3 separate regions of the Mus musculus genome follow, and regions 1 and 3 are each linked to region 2. A link is a contact called in public Micro-C and promoter capture Hi-C data. All regions are on one chromosome and are shown on one strand. Each heading gives the region's core, a stretch centred on a gene start, on an enhancer-like site or on the middle of the called end of the contact. The rest is flanking DNA. Distances are from core to core; before and after follow the strand shown.

Region 1 (2,700 bases), core at 165-2,664, 260 kb after region 2:
ATGTGGAGGTCTGTCTGTCTGTCTGATCTCAAGAACTTGGGGGGGGGGGGCGAAGGGGGAATCAGGTCCTGTTCTCTTGAAACATTCATCACATCATATCTGTAGACATGGCTGACTGTTTTGACATAACCCAGCCCCACTATAGTTTGAACACCTACGAGAAAAGAGCATTGCTACCACTTCTAGCAATTCCAGGTCAAAATTCAGTGCCTGGCGTGTGGCAGCTGCTTGGGGAGTTTCCTAACCAGAAAAAGGGATAGTTTGTATACTCTGAGTCAGATGAAGGAAAATACATATACAAAAATCTTAGAAGCAAATGATAGGAGTCGATTAACCAGTGGTATGTTCTGTTTGTTTATGTTACAGCTGGCCAAGAATGTAGGAAACAATAGTTTTAATGATATTATGGAAGCAAATTTACCCAGCCCTTCACCAAAGCCCACCCCTTCAAGTGATATGTAAGTATTTTGAATTCTGAGTATATGAATACTTTACTAGTCTATCTCCTCTCCTTCCTCACTCAAAAACAGACAAACAAAACATAACCAGCTAGCAACAAACACAGTATCCCCCTCACCCTACTCCCCAACCCCCATTATTAAGAAAAGACTAGAAAGATATTTTGAAGCATATGTCTGCATTAGGCAAGTTTCTTCTCAGCAGTACCTTCCCTGGAAACTGCTGCTGAGTGCCAGCTTTGTGGAACAGATCTTGGGGACAGTTGTATCTGGCCACACTGGGCTATGGTAATAGACCTGCCAAGGTGGTGGTAGGAGAGCTCTTACAGATGCAGATGTCCAACAACCTTCTCAGCAGAGTCTGGCAGGTTGATGTTCTGTCTAATGAGTTTTCTGTGGGAGTACAAAAAAAAAAAAAACCTTACCAGAATTATAAATCTATTAACCCTGGACCAGACTCTTCCACTTCTGGAAACTAATGTCTATTTTGTGGTAGAAAATAATAATAATAATAATAATAATAATAATAATAATAATAATAATAATAATAATAATGGGACAAAGGGAGTCTGTGACTCTACCAGATGTGAAAACACTAAGTCCCATGTTCTGGTGTAAGTGATTTCCAAGACAGTTGATACATTTTGAAAAGCAAAGAACAATAGAAAGCAGACTGCCTTCTGGGAAAGGACAAGATGGGTAATGGGGAAGAGAAACATACCTTCTCACCCTAGACCCATTGCCAGACTGAGAAACTGAATTGTGGCTAACCTTGGTGATTAAACCCCCTCATTCCTGCACTGCCTACTCAGGAGCCAAATGCACTTGTGAGCAGAGTTCTATATACTTGCCTCACTAAGAAAGGTGGTGGGTGTTTCAGTCCTTAGTCAGCTGGTCCCATTGCTGTGGCCCAGGCTGGTAAGGCAGAAGGAAGCAAGGCAGCCGTAGGTGCTGGGAAGGGAAAGGGAACTGCTTACCTCAGAGCAGTGAGAAAGCACAGCAGACAAGAAGTGACCCAGAGCAAGCTCTACCCTTCACAGACATGCTGCACTAGTGTGCACTAGTGCTTGCTTAGCTTGAACAAGGCCCTAGATCCCCCCTCGATACTTGGGGGACAAGATTGAAGAGTCCTCAAGATTGAATCCTGTACCTTGTACATGGTAAAGACTCTACCTCAGCCCCTGAGTGCTATGGATAAGTAGGAAGAAAGGCTAATTCTTACTCACATAGTTGGGAAGGCTTTATGCAGGAAGAAAGGACAACAGCCCAAATATTTGGCCAATGCTTCCATGGATACGAAACTTTCACAAGTATTAAAATTTTTACAGGGCACATTTAGTCTGCAGTCGTGAAGTTAAGTCTCCCAGAAGGCCTCTTGGCAGCAGTGGTCTTTTGTTGAGTTGTGTGCATGCTTACAGAGTGCTCGTTCTCTGCTGAGGAAATAGCAAAGCAAACTGCAGTGTAAGCCTCCCCCTCAATGCCTTGGGTCTAACGGGGAAGGCAGACATTGCCAAAGAGCTCAGACAGCTGTTACAGAACCGTGGTTGTAGGAAGTGTGCTGCAGGAGTCAGTTCCAAACACACACACACCAGAGAGCTAATAGCTGCCTGTAGCTCCATTTCTAGGAGATCCAGCACCCTCTTCTGCCCTTCTCAGGAACCTGCAAGCAAGTGTGTGATGCACGTAAACGCAGAAGGGCATATGTGTGCATTAACAGTCAGTATATAAATCTTTAGTGTGCCAGTGAGTAGATGTCTCCATTTTAAAATGATAAAAACCTCAAGTTCATAAAGTTTAAATACTTTTTATAGTATCACATAGCTGGCATGCTGTAGGACCCAAACTTCATGTATTTTTTACTAATTAGCTTATTTAAGTGGGAAATATCAGGGAATGGACACAAAGTTTCTGGAGTGTCAGACGGTGTCACCTGATCTTAATTCTTTCTCTCTGGCTCTCATCTGATTTTCCCTGAACTGTCTTCCGTTTCAGTCTTCTGTAGGTGACAGAGTGACAACTGGGCATTGAGGCTCTGTTCTCAGCTCGGGGCTGGGAGGTAGGCCCAGTCTCCATGGTGATAGTGATTAGACACCACGTGGCCACTCAGACTTCAGGCCTGGTCTTTCCAGCGTCTGCTCTTGAAGGAGCCTCTCCAAGGAAGGCAGTTCACCTCATCCCTGTGACACTTCTTGCCTGTGGGGTAGATTTAATAGCAGCCTTTCTAAGTCTCAGTTTTCTCTCC
Region 2 (2,700 bases), core at 7-2,506:
GTAGAGGTTCTTTCCAATAGGATGGTGGCTATGAGGGGCAGGCATTCCAGGTTCTTGGGGCCCAGCTTGGAGCTTTACCTGTGACCTGTAACTACAGAAAGTGTTGAAGAAGAGACATGCCTTTGGGTGCCAAGCACAGGTCTGTTTGTCCTTGGGAGATAGAGCTGGTACCCAAGTTTCAGTTCCCAGCATGGTCATTTCAGTTCTCACTTGCCCACACGCGGTCCTTCCTCTATGTCTTGAGAGTCAGAGGAATCTCAAACACTCAAGTAAAACCACCAAACTGCAGCCTACAGGTAAAGTGTGGCATTTCCTCGGGAAACCACAATGAATCACTCCCCATGGCAGCCCAGACTCCCTGGCTAGTTCTCCTAACCCCCCTGGAGCAGCTCAAGGCTTATTAACGCGCCCTCCCCCCAAGTCTCCCACCCTCAGGTTAAGAACAAAATCTCCAATCTTGTGAGGCCTGGTGAGTTTCTAATTTTACCAGAAAGGGGTCTCTACTACGCAGTGGCTGATCTTTTCTTCTTCAGACAGCAGTTTCTGGAAGACTCAAAGAAAAATAATCACCAGTAATTAGGGAGAAACTGACACCCTTGGGCCAGACCTGCCCCCGAGCTAGGTCCACACAGACATGCAGAACACACAGCCCACAAGTTAGAAGCCTCCCTTCTCTGACATCTCTAGTGTGCAGTAATACCCAAGCACAGATATCATTGATGTCTCCAACATGCCAGTCTAAGCATCTTGTTTTCAAATTAAGTCTACGAACACTCCTTTCTTGATTGGGAAACTAAGCCTCAAGGAAGTATCACTTGCAGGAAAGAGAAAAAGGCCATTTTCCAACCAGGGTTCAGAGCCTGGAATGCTCGAATGCTAGCCAGATCATCTCTGTGCTATCCAAAAGGTTTTGCCTCCAGGCACTGGGTAAGAAGATAGAAATCCACGGAAAGGAACAGGAGAAAGTAGCCTAGGAGAAGACAGTGCAGGATGGGAGAGAGGCCACAGTCTTTTGGTGTCCCAGCTTTAGCAAGCCCCACTTCAAGGCCAAGGTTCTCTGCTGATAAGCCCCACCTCTGCCTTCTGTGGCCAAGAAGGAGGCCCACCCCATGAATCTCCTACACTGCCCTATACTCCTGTGCCCTGAAGTGTGCCCGGCGGGCCAAGGGTTAAACGCGGCGGGAGCCCCCGGAGCGGGGCAGCCGCGGGCCGGGAGTGCTTAGTCAGGATTCCGATTTCCTGCCGAAGTGTTTGGATTTCCTGCAGCCCGCTCCCGCCGCCGCCACCGCCGCCGCCGCCGAGCGGGCTCGAGAGAGCGGCTCCGCGTCGCCGGCCTCCTCCTCCCCCCTCCTCGGCACATGGTCGCCCGCCCCTTCCTGCGCCGCGCTCGGCTCCCGCGCCTCGCCCGGCCTCGCCGCGCCCGCGATGGAATAATGCCCAGCGGCCCGCCCGGTCCCGGTGAGTGGCGAGGCGGCGGGGCGGCGGGAACAGGCGCGGTGGGGCGCTGCACGGCCACCCGCACACCCCCTGTGGGCTCCGGGTGTCCCCGTCCGTCCGCAGAGCACCAGCCGGGGGCGTGCGGGGCGCGCGGCCGGCTCTGCAGGGGTTGGCCGGGCGGCCCGGGGATTCCGCAGCCGCAGCGCCGGAGCGCACGTTCCCCTGCTCCGCGGAGGAGACCCGGGTTGGGGGTGTGCGCCCGGGGCGCAAGGCTCCCCGCTCCGGGAGGAGGCCCGGGCAGACGCCGGGGCGCTCCCGGAGTCCGCTGGGGCGCTTTCTCTGTCCTCCCGGGCACTCTCCCCTCCCATTGGGACTCTCTCCTTCTCCTCTGGGGTGCTCTCCCGGCCCTTGGGGGCGCTTTCCTTCTCCTCGGCACTTTTCCCGGTTCTCCAGGGGCGCTCTCTCCCTGCGCGGCGGGGAGGCGCGGGCATTGGCCGCCGCATTGTCTCGGGCGCAGCGGAGGAAAGTTCCCCTCGGCGCGGGTCCCGGCCTGGACATGGCGCTGCCTGGCAGGCCCCAGACCACTTAAAAGGAAAAGAAACAGGGAATGGGGGGGGGGGGGGGAGTGGTAATTCCCCTTGGGAGCTGAGAAGTGCCTTATGTCTTCTTCCGCTTGTACCATTTTGGAACCTGATGCTTTTTATGAGAGCAACAGTAAGTTTAAACGAGAGCGAGAAAAAAAATAGAAAGAAAGAAACTAGCTGGTATCTGGTTTTCTGCTGTTTAATCCATCCAGAGACATCATCTCACGCCCTCGTAGGGCGGGTTCTTTTTATCAAGGAAAGGCTTAGCCAGGTCTAGACCAAGTTAACTTGACCTTAGCCTTAGCTGTACAGATGCAAAAGACCATTTCCCCCCTTCCATCGACTCCATCAGGTTGTGTTAGCAGGATTGCTTCTGGGATAGCAGTGGTACAGGATTGCTGAGTAATGTTTTGAGATTGTAAAACACAGCATGTAATTCTTAGGCCAGTTTCATGTCTATCCTAGCCTGAGTGGCCAGGTCTTCTTGGCGGGCCGTTGGAAGGCCCCTGTGTAGTGGCCATTGGGAGAGGGGCTTGATGGGGGGTGGGGTGCTATAGAAGAAAAGAATCTCGGAAAACAACTGTTTTCTCTTTTAATGTGGAAGAGATTCAGAAAGATTCTATGGACACAACTACTTGGTGGCCTGGCCAGGAATAGCTTACTTCCAAGCCTCTAAACT
Region 3 (2,700 bases), core at 29-2,528, 320 kb after region 2:
AGCTAAGTGAGGTGGGCACAGCCTCTGGCACCTGGTTCACTCTGAACTTCCAGACTGAGGCCCTCCCATTTTGCATGCTCTCTGCTGTGCCCAGGTTTAAAACCTCTTCTGCTGTCCCCTCAACTTTATAGCTGACCGTTGATTCAATATTCAGACCACTTCTTACACTGTTAAGATGGCATCTGCTCCCCAGAGCCAAGAGTTCTGATGCCCTGGCAGGCTCTGATGTTGGACCAGGGTCATGAAGTGCAATGGTCAGGGAGGACTTGAACTCAGGCCCTTAGCCTCCCAGGCAATTCTTCCCTTGGCCTAAAAACCTCCAGAGACTTCTAGAAAGCACTTCTGCTTTCCCTTTGGGTTTGCTATGCCAAGTGGGCCACACACCCTTTCTCGCTTGTCCCAGTGCAAGCAAGCTTTCATCATCAGAGTGGCTCTACCCAGCACTACAAAGTTTTTTTGCAATCAAAAAAATTCCCTGAGAACCGTCCTGGAGGCCTCAGCAACCCCAAGTTCCCCGAATTGGCCCAGGTTAAGGAAAATCTGGACACACCCCTTTGTTAAAGATGAAATAGTCCAAGGTAAATCAGTCCCCAATATTGTACCCCCAAGCCCCTAGCACAGGTGGAGGGGTGATAAGAATGAGAAGGAGGGGCAAAAGTTGTGGATGTAACCCTTTTGATACCACGTTAGAGGTCAGGGAAAAGATATTTCACGGAACATTAAATATTCCTGAAAAATCTGGTTGAAAATCAAGATAACGATGACATGGACTTGAGGGCAGAGGAGTAAAGGAGAGGGGGAAAATGCCCCTTAATGATGTCCTAGGCAAAGGGAAGGACAGGGGTCCCCACACCAAAAATCCCAACAAGGAGATGGTATTTGGGGAGTTTCCCCTTCGCTAAATCACAAGTCCTGGGACGACCGTGTGACCGTGTGGGTAGCCCAGACCCCCTCCTCGCATCGCCTCTGCTTTATTGGTGCCCGGGCTTGCACCACTGGACCCCATGGGTGTTTTTCTGCCCGGCTCCCGCGGTCCAGGGGCAGCCAGGCAGGTGGCGCCCGAGCCGAGCGCATCTCGACCCCTCGTCCCAGGTGAGGGAGGGGCCGCGGGGACCCGGCGCCCTGGGGGTCGGGCCTAGGCGCCCGGGACTCGCCCAAGGTCACTGTGCGGGCTGGGGCGGGGGCGGTGCGGGGCGGTCCCGGGCGCGGTGACGCGGGGCCCGTGCTGCGGCGGGGCCCGGGCGCGGGGGGCGGCGCGTCGCGTCCTCCTTTTGTGCGGCGCCGGGCTGGGCTGCGAAGGTAAACAGCGCTTCCTCTTCCTCCTCGCCGCCTCTTCCTTTTATAGCGATTTCTGGCCGCGCCGGGGCCGGGCCGCTGCTGCTGCCGTTTGCTGCTGCTGCTGTCGCTTGCTGCCGCGGCGGGGCCGCTCGCGAACCTGCGGCGGGGACGCGCGAGCCGCCGACCCGGAAGCGGCGTGTGTGCACCGCAGGCTCCCGCCGCCAGCTCGCCCGCCCGCCCGTCGGGCCGCCAGGTACGTGCAGGGCCGGCCGGGAGCCTGCTGCGGCGTCGCCGCCCTGGTTCACCGGGCTGCAGGGAGGGAGCGAGCGAGCGCCTGGGGCGCTGTGCACTGGGAGGCTGGGGCGCGGGGTCCGAGTGGTTGTCCCCGGGCACACCCCTCTTGCAGGCCAGGTGAGCGCTGCAGGGCCTGACCCGGGCTCCGCGCTGCCCTCCGCTAACTTCATTTTGGGGGTGGGGGTGGGGGTTCCAGGCCAGGAGGCTGAATTGAGGAACCAAAAGGGCGAATAGACTCGCACCAGCCTGACTTCCTTCTGCTCCGACCCCCGCCGGCGTTTAAACAGCACTTCCTCTTTGCCCGTTATGTTTTCATCATCATCGGCATCATCATCATCATTATCAGTTTTTTTTTTTTTTTTTTTTTTGAAAAATGGAAGTTTAGTGTTCAGAGGTGGAGGCATTTGGAGCCCACAGGGCTTTCTGGGGGTCGTGCACACACAGTAGGTCTGGAAGGAATCCGTGTGTCCTCTGAATGTGGGTCTTGTGTCTGGGGTGGGAGGAAAGAGGAACCCGGACTTCCTTTGCAAGCAGAGCCCTAGGGGGTTGTCTCAGATCCCCACCCTGCCGCTAGAAATGGAGGGGTGGGGGAGGGCTTGAGTGTGAAGGTGGCGCAGCAGGGAGAGTCACGTGGCTGTGCACCTCTGTCTAATTCTTGGTCCTACCACTCACAAGCTTTGTGACCTTGGCCAAGTTGTCTGCATTCTCTGGGTCTTTCGGCTCCTTGTGTCTGTAAAATGGGCCGCTCTCAGTTCTGGCCTGCAGTAAATGGGACTAGGTTTCCTGGCCTTGAGGTTCAGGGTGGGAATGTCACCTCCCCTTTAATGCCTTCATCCCTTAAGACACGTGCCGGGCGGGAGCACAGGGAGGCTTCCTATAGATAGTTGTGAAATGAATTGGTGGCTGGTAAATTTTGAGAAGTGAGCCCGTAGGCTTCCTCATTTTTGCCTTCTTTGCCCTTAACTTCCACCCCATCATCACCAGAGCCATGTTTTGTTACTTCAGCCTCCAGAAATCCGCGGATCCCTGGAGGAAATAGGGACTCCCTCTGAGGAAGCTTCCACTCTGATTTTGATTGAGACTCTCCCTATTCTTGGAGGGTTGTATTCAGTGTGGAGAAAAAGGAAG

Evidence for each region. Promoter capture Hi-C pulls out the DNA fragments that hold promoters and counts their contacts. A called contact is a pair of places that touch in the nucleus more often than the background predicts.
Region 1: a contact with region 2 is called in a promoter capture Hi-C map of neutrophils, with 4 times the contacts expected there. The contact joins the enhancer-like site here to the promoter of Asap1 in region 2. A contact is called at or near these places in 14 of 39 promoter capture datasets (the 3T3-L1 cell line, the C10 cell line, cranial neural crest and 7 more), 6 of 484 Hi-C or Micro-C datasets (the HL-1 cell line, the N1E-115 cell line, cerebral cortex and 3 more), 2 of 115 datasets of contacts at active chromatin or transcription factors (embryonic stem cells and fetal liver) and 3 of 9 other capture datasets (adipose tissue, liver and macrophages).
Region 3: a Micro-C map of embryonic stem cells shows a contact between it and region 2, with 2.2 times the contacts expected there. The contact joins the promoter of Cyrib here to the promoter of Asap1 in region 2. A contact is called at or near these places in 3 of 39 promoter capture datasets (the C10 cell line, embryonic stem cells and neutrophils), 2 of 484 Hi-C or Micro-C datasets (both in embryonic stem cells) and 1 of 9 other capture datasets (adipose tissue).

The regions. Positions count from the first base shown.
Region 1 is chr15:64,125,130-64,127,829 of GRCm38.p6, reverse strand. It overlaps Asap1 (ArfGAP with SH3 domain, ankyrin repeat and PH domain1), which reads left to right. Exons shown (of 31, transcript NM_010026.3): 19 at 367-458. Among named protein-coding and RNA genes, the nearest start is that of Gm20717, 28 kb to the right of the region's middle. Within about 2 kb of position 1,414, at least 27 of the 459 cell types and tissues checked have an H3K27ac peak or open chromatin away from gene starts, as enhancers often do. A contact at or near this core is called in neutrophils, where this site is marked.
Region 2 is chr15:64,381,475-64,384,174 of GRCm38.p6, reverse strand. It overlaps Asap1 (ArfGAP with SH3 domain, ankyrin repeat and PH domain1), which reads left to right and starts at 1,256. Exons shown (of 31, transcript NM_010026.3): 1 at 1,256-1,458.
Region 3 is chr15:64,059,026-64,061,725 of GRCm38.p6, reverse strand. It overlaps Cyrib (CYFIP related Rac1 interactor B), which reads left to right and starts at 1,278. Exons shown (of 13, transcript NM_001360036.1): 1 at 1,278-1,531.